Linked DNA regions of Mus musculus: region 1 is linked to region 2. A link is a contact called in public HiChIP or PLAC-seq data. All regions are on one chromosome and are shown on one strand. Each heading gives the region's core, a stretch centred on a gene start, on an enhancer-like site or on the middle of the called end of the contact. The rest is flanking DNA. Distances are from core to core; before and after follow the strand shown.

Region 1 (6,592 bases), core at 819-3,318, 150 kb before region 2:
TGGCCAAGATAGAGAGAGACTGAGGTTCAGAGAACTGAGTACCAGTCTTGGCTTTATAGTTCATGCCTGCTTGCTTCTTCTCCTCTTTAAAAACTGTTACAAAGTAAAAGGAGGCACAGGGCTAATGCCTTACAAAGATCAATATGCTATTATCTTTATGTTACTGACTGTAAAACAGAAGCTTGGGGTTGGGAGAAGAGAATAGGTTGGCAGAGAGGCACAAAATTATAGAATTCCCAAAAATAATGTTTGAGAAAAAATATATATTTAAGTTGATTTAAAGACAATATAATGCATATATGAAACACAATGTAATGTTTATATATGTGGATGCATATATAATGTTTCTGTGTGTTAAAAAAAATAAAGTTGGATTGCCAGGTGGTGGTAGTATACACCTTTAATCCCAGCACTTGGGAGGCAGGGACAAGTAGATCTCTGTGAGTTCAAGGCCAGCTTGGTCTACAGAATAAGTTCCATAACAGCCAGGGCTACACAGAGAAAACCACCAGTCTTGAAAAAACAAACAAACACAAGCCCAGAAAGCAAATACAACCAATCTAAACAAAACAAAACATTAAAACCTTTTTAACTTAAAAAATAATTCCCCAAACAAGACAAACATCAACAAACTAAAACTTAGAGCACTAACTAGCTTGCCCCGTAGAGCGTTAGCAAGAGCCAGTGTGTGTGCACAGCAGTCTGGCAGGGGCAGCTCTGGACCGTGGCGTATTTGTCTGTCTCACATTACCAAGGCTGCAGCTGTGCTGTGCTCAGCTCTGTCCCACATTCTGGAATCAAATCTGAAACTTTCTGCCTGTGACCTGCATGCCTGGGAGACCTGCTGCTTAGCTAAGAAAAGTTCAGCCCCATGCAATGAGCATCCTCGTCAAGAGCAGCAAGCTGGTGCTTTCTCACGAAAGTGTACTTTTGCTGGCTTAAGGCTCTCACATTTCAATTGTAAAAAGTCTTCTCTAACAGTTTCAGGAAGTAAGTGTCCTGTGCATGTGGCAGCTCAGGTGGTCTGCTGCTGTTCTGAGGCAAGGTCTCAGGTAGCCCAAGCTGGCCTTGAATTCACCTAATGGCCCAGGATGCTCTTCAACTTCTGACCTTCCTTCCTGTACCCACCCCCAAGTGTTAGGATGTTGGGCATGTACCACCACACCCAACTTCTCAATTTTTTTATGGAGGGTACTCTTTGAAAAATTGATACACTTGGGTTTTCCCCCAAAAGTACATGCAAGAATACACTGTTTTCTCTGTAACTGATGGGTCACACAACATCCTAAAAAGCCAAAATCTTCAATTTGAACCATTAAGCTGTAGCCTCTCCCAGAACAAGTCTTGGCTTTGCTTCCTGGAAAACAAGAACAAGTCTCCTTTGGTAATCAGTTTGGGGCAGTTAAGACTGCCCACTACTCTCTGCAGAGAATGTGAGGTCCATTCTCAGATCCCATGTCAGCACACTCACAACCACTATACGCATGTGCACACAGACAGACAGACAGACAGATGTGCATGTGCACACACATATATATACATAGAGCGAGAGACAGGGATGGGGGAGAGAATGTTTGCTTTACTGGTTTCATGTTCTCATCTTCCCAGAAACTACTCTCCAAGGAGCACATATGCGTTGAGCCCAACTGTGTACCTGCCCAGCTGGATGGTCTAGTCAGATCATCTACCTCTCCAGCTCACGCTCCTTGTGTTGAGTGACTGGATAAAAGCAGCGAGTGCATGCCACAGGCCCAAGAACAGCATCTGGGGGGGGGGGCGAGTTAACTAGACTATGGGCTCTGAGGTCAGCAGTCTTCTCCACCTCTCTTCCACACAGATACCTGTGCAGGTACCTGGAACAGTCTGAGACAGTAAGTGAAAGAGGAGATCAATACTATCACCAGTTAAGCTTGGATATTTAAACTTGGAATTATCTCCTTTCTCCTTTCAGACTCCCTCTAAAAGAAGACAACTGAAAACACAAATGTTCTTAAGTTGTACACACATCTTCTCTTGAGGCCTACAGCATCAAAATTGATGACAAACTAGACTTGAGTTGAGTCAGAGTGCCACCTAGTGCTCACAGCAGCTAACTGCTGAGAACTCAGGAAATGTCCTTGGTGAACAAGGAGGCAGGCGGGCACAAAAATGTAAAGTGAGTGGAAAACTGTCATTAATGGCCAGAGTCTTCAAAAGAAAGGTAACTATAAGGAAAATCAGACATCTGCAGCTTTAGACGCTAGTACATGCGCGCATACATATGTACCATACTAGAGAAAACTTACTTCCGAGTACCCTAAAGTTCTACTTCCTGCAGAATCATTCTGTGAATAGAATCTGGTGCACAGCATTCCCCTTGTATCCTTGGCTTCTCTTTCTATGGCTTTATAATCGCTAGTCATGGTCAGCCATATCCAGAATCAACAATGCGTAAATTTTAAATCACGTGCTATTCTGAGAAGTGATCTCATACCATGCTGCCAGGCCTGTGATTTACTCTTTTCCAGAGTGTGCATGCCACATGCCACATACACTACCCACTCAGTATCTTTTTAGTGGCCACCTCAGTTTTCATAACAGCTGCTGGCTCCAATGTAAGGCTCGCAGTGAAGTAGTGCATACCCAGGAGCCCATAATGTCAAAACACCCAACTTGTTCAGCTCAGGCACCTTATCACTAGTATTGTTAGCATCTTCTGAATACTCACTGGTAGTACCATCTGAAATCTCAAAAAGGGAGAGTTCTAGAAGACATTAGAAGAGAGGAAAAACACATCCATATAGCTTTAATTACAACAAGTAGTTGTTCTGTTATTGTTGTAAACTTAGGTTTACATTGTAGGTACATGCTGAGGCAGGAAGATCAAAAGTTCAAGGTCAGCCTGGGCAACTTTGCAAGACTTTGCTTCAGATTCAAATTTAAAAATTGGGAGGTGGGAATGGTGGTACTTGTAATCCCAGCATGTGGGAAGTGAAAGCAGGAGTATAAGGAGTTCAAGGTCATCGTCAGCTATGTAGTGAGCTTAAGGCAAGCCCGGGCTACATGAGGCCTTGTCACAAACAAACAAATGGAGTGCAGCTTGGTGGAACAGTCCTTGCTCAGAATTCCTTAAGTGGCTGCCTAGTACTGTACAAAGCTAGGTTTGATGGTTCATAGTTATAATTCCAGCACTTGGGAGGCTGATGCAGGAGGACTGTTGTAAGTTCAAGTTTAAGGTCAGCCTGGGCTACATAGTAACTTCTAGACCAGCCCATGTTTGTCTCAAAAATACCAATTAAAATTTATAAACAGCAAATAAATTTGAAAATGGTTTAATTTTTGAACCATTGGGATGACTATACTAAAAATGACATGAGAAAATGTTTCTTATTAAAATTAGTATTCTCTATAATTGAAGGAAGGCCCTTACTTCAACATATTATATGTAGTGGGATAAAATTTTTCAAATTTCTATCAATTATATAATAATTTCTGGTGGTTCTGAAACAACTAAAGATGATAAAGATTAGGGCTTATAGCATAAAGAAATTATTTTACCTCCACCTTTCAGACATGACTAAGTTGATAGTAATACACAGCAGTGTTTTAGTTAGGGTTTCATCGTTGGGAAGAGACACCATTACCAAGGTAACTCTCATAAAGAAATATTGAATTGGGACTGGCTTACAGTTTTAGCGGTTCAGTGCATTACCATCATGGTGGGGGCAGGGCAGTGTGCAGACAGGCATGGTTCTGGAGGAGGAGCCGAGAAGGCTACATCTTGATCCGACGGCAGCCAGGAGAGGACTCTGGCTCACTCTGATCAGACTTAAGCATGTATGTGGGACCTCAAAGCCCCACCTCCACAGTAACACATTTCCTCTACCAAGGCCCTCTCCCAGTAAGGCCACATCTCCTAATAGTGCTACTTCCCAAAGGCCAAGCATATTCAGACCACCACAACCAGCTTCAATTTGAGAAGTCTATTGACTACAGAAATCTGATTGGTAAAATATTCAACCCCATTCTTTTTTTTTTTTTTTAACTTGAGGATGCTTATAAAAGTCTGAGAGTTTTTCATTCATTTTCACTACAGGTGAGACTTGATGTGTATCTCATTATATAGCCACCAAATGGTGACAGAAAGACATCTGCCATTTCCTGCCCTTTGGCCAAGAGCAGACTGGGAAGTTTCCCTGAACTACACAGGCATGAAGGAGAGCAATGTGTGTAGGGAGGCAATGAGGAAGAGGAAGATGATACCAGAGGCAGGTAGACCTCTCCTCCTGAGTCTTGGTGGACCCTAGCAAAGGAGGAGATAGGGCCTGAGTTCAGCATCCACTGGTGAAGATGGCAGAAAATTCTTTATCTGGAGATTGCTTACAAGTGTGGGAGGAGTCAGATCAGTACCATACTAACCCTTTGATATTACGCTCTTCATTAACTCCTCTCCACACACGTACGGTCAACTGTAGCTTTCTCCACAGCATGGAGGGAGAGCCCTTCCTCCCATGCCCTAGTCCCAGGAGAGGTTGTTACAGTAGGCTACTTTCAGACTGCCTCCCACTGATCCTGCCTTACGGTATTCTTCCCATGCCATTTGCCCTTCAGTAATCTGCTGACCTTGAGCAAGGGCTGGACCTCAGCAACAGCTTTGAGTGAAAAGATTATGACTAAAGTGAAGCTTTGTCTCCTTCCAGATTATGTTGTGAAAAACTGTAACTTGTATTTTGCTGATAGTCTCTAGCTCTTCTCACGTATTTCCTGATGAAACAATCGGAGAGGCCCACATGGTAGTCCCTGGCCAATTCCATAATTGAGACCCTCTCTATATCAGTTCTCAAGGAACAAAATCCTAACAGCAATTATGTGCACATGGAAGCAGACCATACTCTCCTGAGCCTTCACACAAGATTATAGCTTTTGCTAATTTGAGATCTTAGCTGCAGTACCATAAAAGACCTTCAAGGAGAGGTCCAGCTAAGCCATGCCATAGAAATCTCAAGATAACAAATATGTGTGGTTTCCAACCACCAAAAGCATTCTGGATCAGTAGGTTAAATTGAGTTGTTAAAGCTCTTCAAACTCGCCAGAGGGACTGCAGCTAGTGAGTGAGGGTGTTGCGCTTGGCTATGACCGGGTCTCCAGTTACCACCCAAGCCTGGATGCTACTTCTGCATTTGGTACAAGTGACACTTCCTTTGTAAGATTAGGTCCTTATCAGGTCAGAGACAAAGTCACTGTCTCCTACCCAGGGGCTGCTGTACCTTCTTCAACATCCGCAGGTATAGGGCATCTGAGCAGGTCTCCTACCTCCATCTTTAGCATAATGCCCAAGTGCATGTGTGGTTTCCAACACAAACCTCTTGACAGAGTATTATTAACTTTATACTGTTTTCTATTTATTATTGGCCAGCTGGCATGGAAACACACCAGTAATTTAACAAGCATTGTTGCGCCAATGCACACAGGACAGACATCAGTCCTAGCTGAGGGTGGAAGATTAATTCTGATCTAGGCAGGATTCAAAGGCTTCCTTGGTTCAGCCCCCTTTCAAGCGGGCATCAACAGCACAAATGAATGGATTTAAATGCTAAAAAAAAAGGCATTTTAGGAACTAGAAGCTTACAAGTCCATTTGGCCACCTCCATCTTTGATTCTGGATGGGAAACTCTGCAATGGGAAGCTGGGGGCACACACCTGAAACGCTGGCACATGGGAAGCAGACTCGGATGGTCATGAAGTTGAGGACAGCCTGGCCTATACTGAAAGAGCCTGTTTCAGGACAGCACAAACCAAAGCTGCCAGGCCTGGAAGCACAGGACTAGAACTAACACGTGGCAGGCAGGTAGAGACATGGAAGGTCAGAAGTTTAAGACTGCCCTGCTCTCAGCACACAACCAATTCCAAGGCCAGACTGAGCTATGGGAGGCCCTGCCTTAAAAATCAAAGCAAGACAGCTTTCACAGGAGTCCTAGTTACAAGTTCTCACGAGCTTTGCAGATGGAGCAAAAGGGAAACAATGATCAGGTCAAAACTCACTCTGCAGGCAAGATCAAGAGGGCCAGAGCTACCTGGCCAGCCAGTCATCAGGGGCTAGGCTTGGGCATGTTGGGGATAGAAAGAGCGCACGCTTGTGTAAAGATAAGCTGAGGAGGGAAGTCAATTATCACATTAGGGTTTATTTGCTCTACTAAGCTATCTTTATTATCTCAAGCTGCCCTCATCATCCCTTGCTCTAAATTACTATTAATTCTCTATGTCATGTAATCTTTCCACATTGATTTTAAATTGTTTTTTTTAAAAACTGAGGTAATATATGCCTGTTATGAGAGAGTAGGAACTAAACACGCTACCTCAGAATTAACAGGCTGAAGGAGGCTAGTCTGCAGGAAAGGGGAAGTCTCCCTCCTGTGGCCCATCTAAGAAATCAAGTACAAACAGGAGCAGAGAGCTACGAAGCCCAACACTGGGTGACTCAATGCTTCTGTGGCTTCCCTTGGCTCCCGAGTCACTTCCACTCTGGGGAGAACTCTTTCCTTGCTTACTAAGAACTCACAGAGACCCACCTGCCTCTGCCTCCCATGTGCTAGTATTAAAGGAGTGCGCCACC
Region 2 (7,411 bases), core at 4,286-6,785:
TCGTGATGAAAGAATGCAACAGGACTCATTTCTTCGCAGCGTCATTTTTATCCCTGGATAGAAAAGCCATCTGCATGACTGCCCTCAAACTCATAAATCTCCTGCCTTGGCCTCTTGAGCACGAGGCACGAGGGTTATAGGAATGTGCCACTGCTTTTATTTTAATTGTAAGCGAAAATTTTCAGTCTGATTTTTATAAACTATAGTCTTAATTTTTTTCTTTTTTGTTATTACTCTGTGTATGTGTTTTGGAACGCACCGTGGTGCACACGTGGGGGACGGTGGACAACATTGATGGAGTTACTTCCTGCCTTCCATCTCCACAAGGGTCCCAGGAATCAAACCCGGGTCATCACGATTGCATAAGGAGTTCCCTTACCCAGAGGGCCACCTCTCTGAGCCACTAATCTTACTTGTAATGGACTTTTTGACTCACAGGTTTAGGTGTGTGTGTGTGTGTGTGCATGGATGCATGGGTACATGTGTGTGCTTGTATGTTTCCTAGAGGAAAACCTCAGGTGTCACACCTTGGGTGCTGTGATCTTATTCTTTGGAGACAGGAGTTCTCTCTTGGAGTTTGCCAAGCAGGGAAGGTCGAGTGGTCACGAGCCCTAGGGACCTACCTGTCTGTTTCTGCCTCCCCTGCGTTCTGAGTGCCGCCAGAAATGGCTTTGCTTTTGCTTTTTCTTGTCTTTTTTCCCTTTCCTTCCCTTCCCTTCCCTTCCCTCCCCTCCCCTCCCCTCCCCTCCCCTCCCCTTTCCTCCCCTTTCCTTTCTTTTCCTTTCCTTCTCTTCTCTTTTCTTCTCAACATATGTTCTGGAGATGGAACTCTGGTTTCTGTGTTTTTCTGAAAAGCATTTTACTGATCCAGCATTTCTCCCAGCCATAATTTCAGTTTCTCCACCCAGAACTTCAGCTCGACTTTAAGCCTATAGTATCCTAAGTCACTGCCAACAGTCCAGTAGCTGACGAAGGAGCTTGTGACCAGTTAATTCAGTAGCAGATCACAGAGATTTAGACACATCTGCTTGCTCTTGTTGCTTTACATCGGAAGGATCTTGAACCAGACTTCATTTGATGGTGTTCCTGTAAGAAAAAAAAAAGTATTTTCAAAGCAACCATCACCTATATTGTTAGTGTTCGTAAGGCTCGATCAGCCCCCTTTCTATAATTATATTCTGGTAAGTGCTTATTTTTGTTGTTGGTAAAGTATTACACAGAGAGAATTACGCAGCTGGGCCAGAGTAAATATTTGCACGTGCTGAGGTGGAAGAGGCTCTGCCAGACCAGTATGGCCATGGAAGAACTCTACCCTCTTTATAAGGTAAGGGGCCAGGGAGCAGACCCGGTGGGAGAGCATGTATCTGTGCATCGCATATGTAATGATGTATATGTATATATGATATATGGATGTAATTTTAAAAAGACTTTTATTTTCATTTTAAATTAATGTGTTTATGTGTGTGCACACATTAGTCCACATGGATGCAATGCTCATGGATGCCAGAAGAGGGCAGCAGATCCCCTTTAAAACTGGAGTTACAGCCAGGTTGCTAGGAGCTGCCTGTGTGAGTGCAGCTGGCATGTTTAACCACGGAACCATCTCTAGTTGCTTTATATATGTATTTTCTAAATAAAGCAACACGGCCAGTAAGCTTGTCGTTGTTGTAAAGGACAATGTGGCCGTGATGTCGGTCATCCCATTGGTTGCTCAGGGTGGCCCTGATGTCCTCCTTACAGCTCTCTGTGCGTACCCTGAAGCTACTTGCTGGGTTGAAGGCCTCTTTAGAGGACAAGCAGTGTTTGGTTAAGGACGTACACTTAACTCCAAACATGCTTGCAAGGCCCATTTGTAGGAGAACGTGGTAGTCAAGCCCGAGCGAGGCCCCACACATGGCAGGCTGCCTTTCTTTTTAAAAGAAACTGACAACTAAAGATAGGAAAGGAACCGATGGACATGCCTTCTCCTGTGCTCTGCCATAAAGTAGCAGAAGACAAAGATTGCTACTTTTGTTATTGTTGTTGTTGAGACAGGGGCTCAGTATATAACCCAGGCTGTCCAGGAACTCACTGTGTAGCCCAGGCTGGCCCAAACTCACATAGATCCATTTGCCTTTGACTCTCTTTTTGTTTTTTTGGTTTTTTGGTTTTTTTTGGTTTTTCGAGACAGGGTTTCTCTGTATAGCCCTGGCTGTCCTGGAACTCACTCTGTAGACCAGGCTGACCTCGAATTCAGAAATTCTCCTGCCTCTGCCTCCCGAGTGCTGGGATTAAAGGCGTGTGCCACCACACCTGGCTTGCCTTTGATTCTTAAGTGCTTGGATTAAGGTGTGTGTCACAGTGCCAAAAAAAAAAAAAAAAAAAAAAAAAAAAAAAAAAAAAAAGATTCCTACTTTGAAAATGAGCCCTGACATAATTTTTACCTAGGACCTAGGACATGTGCATTTTTTTTTCTTGTAGACTTGGCCAAAATAGGAAGGTCGGAGGTAGACTCCTGATACCAAACACCCTCCTGCACTGTTAAATTGCTGTCCCTCAGAGTTGGGAGAGTAAGACACTGCCTCTCTCAACTGAATCCAAACTGTAGAAGAACTTGGGGGGGTGGGACTCAAAAAGTCCCTTATTTGCCGCCCAGACAGCATTGCAGAGAACAATGCTTGCCAACAGCCCACGGTGTGTCTGTATCTCTCTTAAACAGAAACAAGTTGACTACATCATGCAGGAGTTCAACGACTCAGTTCAGAGAGCAGAAAGGCTGTCGGTTGCTAGAGAAAACTTACTTATGGGAAAAAACAACCGTCCCGACCTGGTGACTCAGGAGGACCTGGCGATTTATACCAGGTGGTTAGTGTGTCACCTGCATGCTCTCAGGACCATCCATCACTTCCTGCAGGTAGTAGGACCCTTAGTGTGCCGGTACACATGCCCTGGGGAAGGGGAAGGGGAAGCACGGTGCCCTGACATGAGGAAACATTCCCCAGCCAGCACTCTGTCCATTTGGCTCTCTCAGGAAAACCTCTCCCGTTCTGCTTGGTATTCATTCAGTTCTTGCTCCCTTTGGTGTCTTAGGATTCAGGGACTTCCATTCCGGCACACGGCTTTTCCTTGGCAGAATGTAATGAGGAAATCATGTCAGGATGCTTGTCCTGGGCCATGCAGCAAAGCCTTGGCCTTTGCTAAAAAGTAACAGGGTCCCCTGCTGGTTGGAAGGGGTGGAGGCGCACGGGGGGGGGGGGGGGCGTGAGTAAATTTCTATTACAATGTGATGGGGTTAGAAAGCGGAGCTGGGCTGGACATGGTGGTGTTATCTAATCCCAGTGGCTAAGTCTGGAGGGTCTTGATTCTGAGGCCAAGCTGGTCTCTGTGGTGAGTTAAAGATTAGCTTTATACACAGTGATAACCTGTCTCAGAACATAATGACGAGTAATAAAGTAAATAGTTAAGGTGGCTTTAGTAGCGCAGGTGTAGAATATGCACCATAGCTTGAGCAGGGCCAGGAAGGAGTTCTGTCCCCAGCATTGCCAAAGCAGCCAGGGGGTCAGGGGACAGTATGGAGTGAGAATTATGAGGGTGATGCCCTAAGTCAGGTTAGAGGATCCCCAAAGAAACCCGGTGGTCACCCGGATCCATTCCCTCTGCAGAGCCAGCGAGCGCTGTGGTCTGTACTTCTTTCTCTCCTCTGTCACATGATCGTACAACCATGCACTCCTAAACCTGGGTCTTGGGGCTGGAGAGATGGCTCAGCTGTTAAGAGCGCTGACTGTTCTGAAGGTCCCGAGTTCAAATCCCAGCAACCACATGGTGGCTCACAACCATCTGTAATGAGATCTGACTCCCTCTTCTGGAGTGTCTGAAGACAGCTACAGAGTACTCACATAAATAAATAGCTCTTTAAAAATAAATAAATAAATAAATAAATAAACCTGGGTCTTTCTCCTCACACCCTGAGCACCTGTGCTTTCCCACTCAAGTCCATGACCACTGTGGGGAAGAGGAAGTGTTTCCTGGTTGGTGGCAGCTGGGTCTCCCAGCTCCAGCCTCTCTCATGGGGAAGGTTTCTGAAGTTTCAGCCCTGTCTCCCTCCTTCTCTGTCGCAACCTAGGCTGACCTGTGCCCGCTCGGGTCTGTCTCTCTAGGCACTCCAGTATCTGCCCATCTCCAGGGTGCTGAGCCTAGCTGCTAAGCAAGTCTCTGGATCTAGTGAGGAAGATGGCAAAGCCTGTGTCACTGACCTTCACGCTGCATCCCCTGGTCCTCTGGGTCCCCATGTTTCAGGTAAGAGCCTGGCCTTTACTAGCGTAGAGCAGGGGGCCGTGATTACTGTGACATAGTGTTTCTATTTCTGCAACAAACCATGATGACCACAAAGCAAGCTGGGGAGGACAGGGTTTATGCTTCCACATTGCTCAGTGTTGGAGGCAGGACAGGAACTCGGGAAGGCAGGATCCTAGAAGCAGGAGCTGATGCAGAGGCCGCGGAGGGGCACTGATTACTGGCTTGCTGCCCATGGCTTGCTCAGTCTGCTTTCTTTTTATTTATTTATTTATTTTGGAATACCCAAATCAAGGCATTTTTTAAAAAAGATTTTATTCATTATATGTAAGTATACTGTGGCTGTCTTCAGACACACCAAAGGAGGGCATCAGATCTGATTATGGATGACTATGAGCCATCATGTGGTTGCTGGGATTTGAACTCAGGACCGTCGGAAGAGCAGTCAGTGCCCTTAACTGCTGAGCCATCTCTCCAGCCCCTCAGTCTGCTTTCTTACAGCACCTAGGACCACCTGCTCAGGGATTGCACCATCCACGATGGGCCAGGCCCTCCTCATTAATCACTAATAGCTGGATCTTATGGAGGCACTTTCTCAATTGAGGTTCCCTCATTTCAGATAGCTTTAGCTTGTGTGGAATTGACATAAGACTAACTGGAAAGGCCTGTTTGGACCACTGTCTTCCTATATGCCAAAGTCACATCTTTGTAATAAGTTGTAATTTGATAGTAATATTTTTTGATGAAAGACAGTAGCCATGACTGTAGACATTTTGTCTCCATCTTTACAACTAGTAGGTTAAGAGGCAAGTGGACTGGCTTCCAGGCCTGTTTCTGTCACCCTGGTCCTGCATATCACCTCCTTACGCCTCAGTTTACCCATTGCCATACCAATCCTTCCCGGTGAAATGATTTCTGAGACTTGGTTCAGGTTTTCTGTTACACAGCTGCCAGAGAATTTAGTCGTCAGGATCAATTTCGGTCTCTCTGCTCTTCTTTTGTGTTCCGGAGAACTGAGAAGTCGGGTCAGGTTTCTGCCGAGTGCCCTTGAGTGACATTCCCGTTGTATACAGAATATCCCAGGAGCTCTAGCGGGTTTCTCCTGAGGGCTGTGAGATCATTGAGAGTACTTGCACCTCCCCAGGAAAGCTTATGGGGGCTGGGTGGCAAAAAAGGTGCAGGCTTGCCTGGCACAGGGTCAGGGGAGAACAAAACGGCTCCCCACCAGCAGAGGGCCTGCTTCCAACTCTCTCCAAGGCCATCTGCTGTCTCTGCCGCCTCCCACTCACTGGTCGCGCTCTTGATTTTGGATATTTTTCAGGGTCAGGGAGAACAGATGCTGCGTTTGTCTTGCCTCAGCACGTGACAGACAGGGATGATCTAAAACCTCAGCTGAGGCGCCTCCTCTCACATTTCCACATCCCAGACGATGTGCAAAAGCTGAGCGACTCAGCCAAAGAGATGGGACTCTTTTCCTCGGTACACAATGCATTCTTACTATAAATACAGGAGGTTGGAAGAAAGGCTTAGTATTTGCTACAAAGTTTCTCGTTTGTTTGTTTGAGACCAGATCTCATATAGCATGGGCTGGCTTCAAAGTAGCTGTGTAGTGGAGGGTGACCTTGAACTCCTGATACTCCTGTCCCCCCCCCCCCCTTGAGTTTCTTGATTAGGTGTGTGTAGCCACACATGACACAAAGCTGTTTCTTTTTTCTGCCAATGCTTTTTTCTAGAGTAATAATATACAATGTAATAAGCCATCTTCCTGTTGGGAAGAGCCTCCTTTCTGTAAGAAGAACAAGACCTGATGATAGCTAAGCCTAAGGGATTTTACCTTTTGGGTTTTTCCCCCTGTAGGTTTTAGAGACACAGTAGGAGGATATGGGCTGAAGAAGATATACATGTGCCCAGGGTTAGACAGACATCCTGGGAGAGTTGTCAAGCATCTACAGCCCAGAGTCTGAGATGGGACTGCAGTATGTTTTGTTTGTGTTTTGGTTGCAATATTCTTTTTTTCCTTTCAATTATTTATTTATTATATGTAAGTACACTACTGTAGCTGACTTCAGACACTCCAGAAGAGGGCATCAGATTTCGTTACGGATGGTTGTGAGCCACCATATGGTTGCTGGGATTTGAACTCAGGACCTTTAGAAGAGCAGTTGGCGCTCTTAACCGCTGAGCCATATCACCAGCCCTGGTTGCAATATTCTTGACATACTGGATAAGGTTCTACCCACTGGGACTCACTGTGTCCTGAATGATGCGGCTGGATGCAGGCCTGGCCTCTTCCACTGTAAATCCTGCTGCCTTCCAACAGGAAACCTCATAGTAGCAGAAGCCAGATTAAAATTACTTTCAGAGGGAAAGATGAGGCAGTGGATACAGAACTTCAGAGTTATAACTTAAAACAACAACAACAACAAAACAACAACAACAACAACAACGGTTTCAGCAGTGAGCTATCTTGTTAGCCCTAGTTGTAAATTATTTGCAAGATAAAAATCAGCTGGGTGACCTGATCAGGCTCAAATCTAACCTGGGTGGACTTGAATGACCTCGGGATGGGAAGTTGCTACTTTGTCTCCCCATCCCCACCACCGGTGGCTCCCTGGCCCCGCCCCCTGCCAGTGCTGGGGGCGGAGCTCACTTAATAGCATACTGACCATGAAGATCCACTTGGATTTGTTTTTGTGCCAACATCATTTACAGGACTGTGTTTTTGGTCTGTAACCCTTAAGCCCACGCGATCTCATTCCTCTGGATTTTTGGAAAATCGTGTAGCTTTGCCTCCCCCCCTCCCCCTCCCCTCCCCCTCCCCCTCCCCTCCCCCTCCCCCCTCCCCCTCCCCCTCCCCCTCCCCCTCCTCCTCCTTATAGGATTTTGTGTAGCTCAGTGTTCTAGTTATAATGGTCCTACTATTGCTGTGACGAAACACCAAGACTAAAAGCTACTTGGATGGACAGGAAAGAGTTTATTTGGCTCACATTTCTTATCACAGTCCACTGAGGGAAGCCAAGGCAGGAACTCAAACAGAGCAGGAGGCTGGAGGCAGGAGCTGATGCAGGAGCTGATGGAGGGTGCTGCTTACTGGCTTGTCCTCATGCCTTGCTCAACCTGCTTTCTTATAGTACCCAGG

Evidence for each region. HiChIP or PLAC-seq counts read pairs in DNA pulled down with a chosen protein or histone mark.
Region 1: a contact with region 2 is called in an H3K27ac HiChIP or PLAC-seq map of embryonic stem cells, with 10 read pairs. The contact joins two enhancer-like sites. A contact is called at or near these places in 8 of 484 Hi-C or Micro-C datasets (the G1E-ER4 cell line, the HPC-7 cell line, embryonic fibroblasts and 1 more) and 3 of 115 datasets of contacts at active chromatin or transcription factors (all in embryonic stem cells).

The regions. Positions count from the first base shown.
Region 1 is chr10:41,826,552-41,833,143 of GRCm38.p6, reverse strand. The region is part of intron 1 of Sesn1 (sestrin 1); the gene reads right to left. Among named protein-coding and RNA genes, the nearest start is that of Sesn1, 19 kb to the right of the region's middle. Within about 2 kb of position 2,068, at least 40 of the 459 cell types and tissues checked have an H3K27ac peak or open chromatin away from gene starts, as enhancers often do. A contact at or near this core is called in embryonic stem cells, where this site is marked.
Region 2 is chr10:41,677,080-41,684,490 of GRCm38.p6, reverse strand. It overlaps Ccdc162 (coiled-coil domain containing 162), which reads left to right. Exons shown (of 48, transcript NM_001358562.1): 5 at 1,211-1,324; 6 at 2,699-2,893; 7 at 4,137-4,275; 8 at 5,594-5,751. Among named protein-coding and RNA genes, the nearest start is that of Mir3473b, 10 kb to the right of the region's middle. Within about 2 kb of position 5,535, at least 78 of the 459 cell types and tissues checked have an H3K27ac peak or open chromatin away from gene starts, as enhancers often do. A contact at or near this core is called in embryonic stem cells, where this site is marked.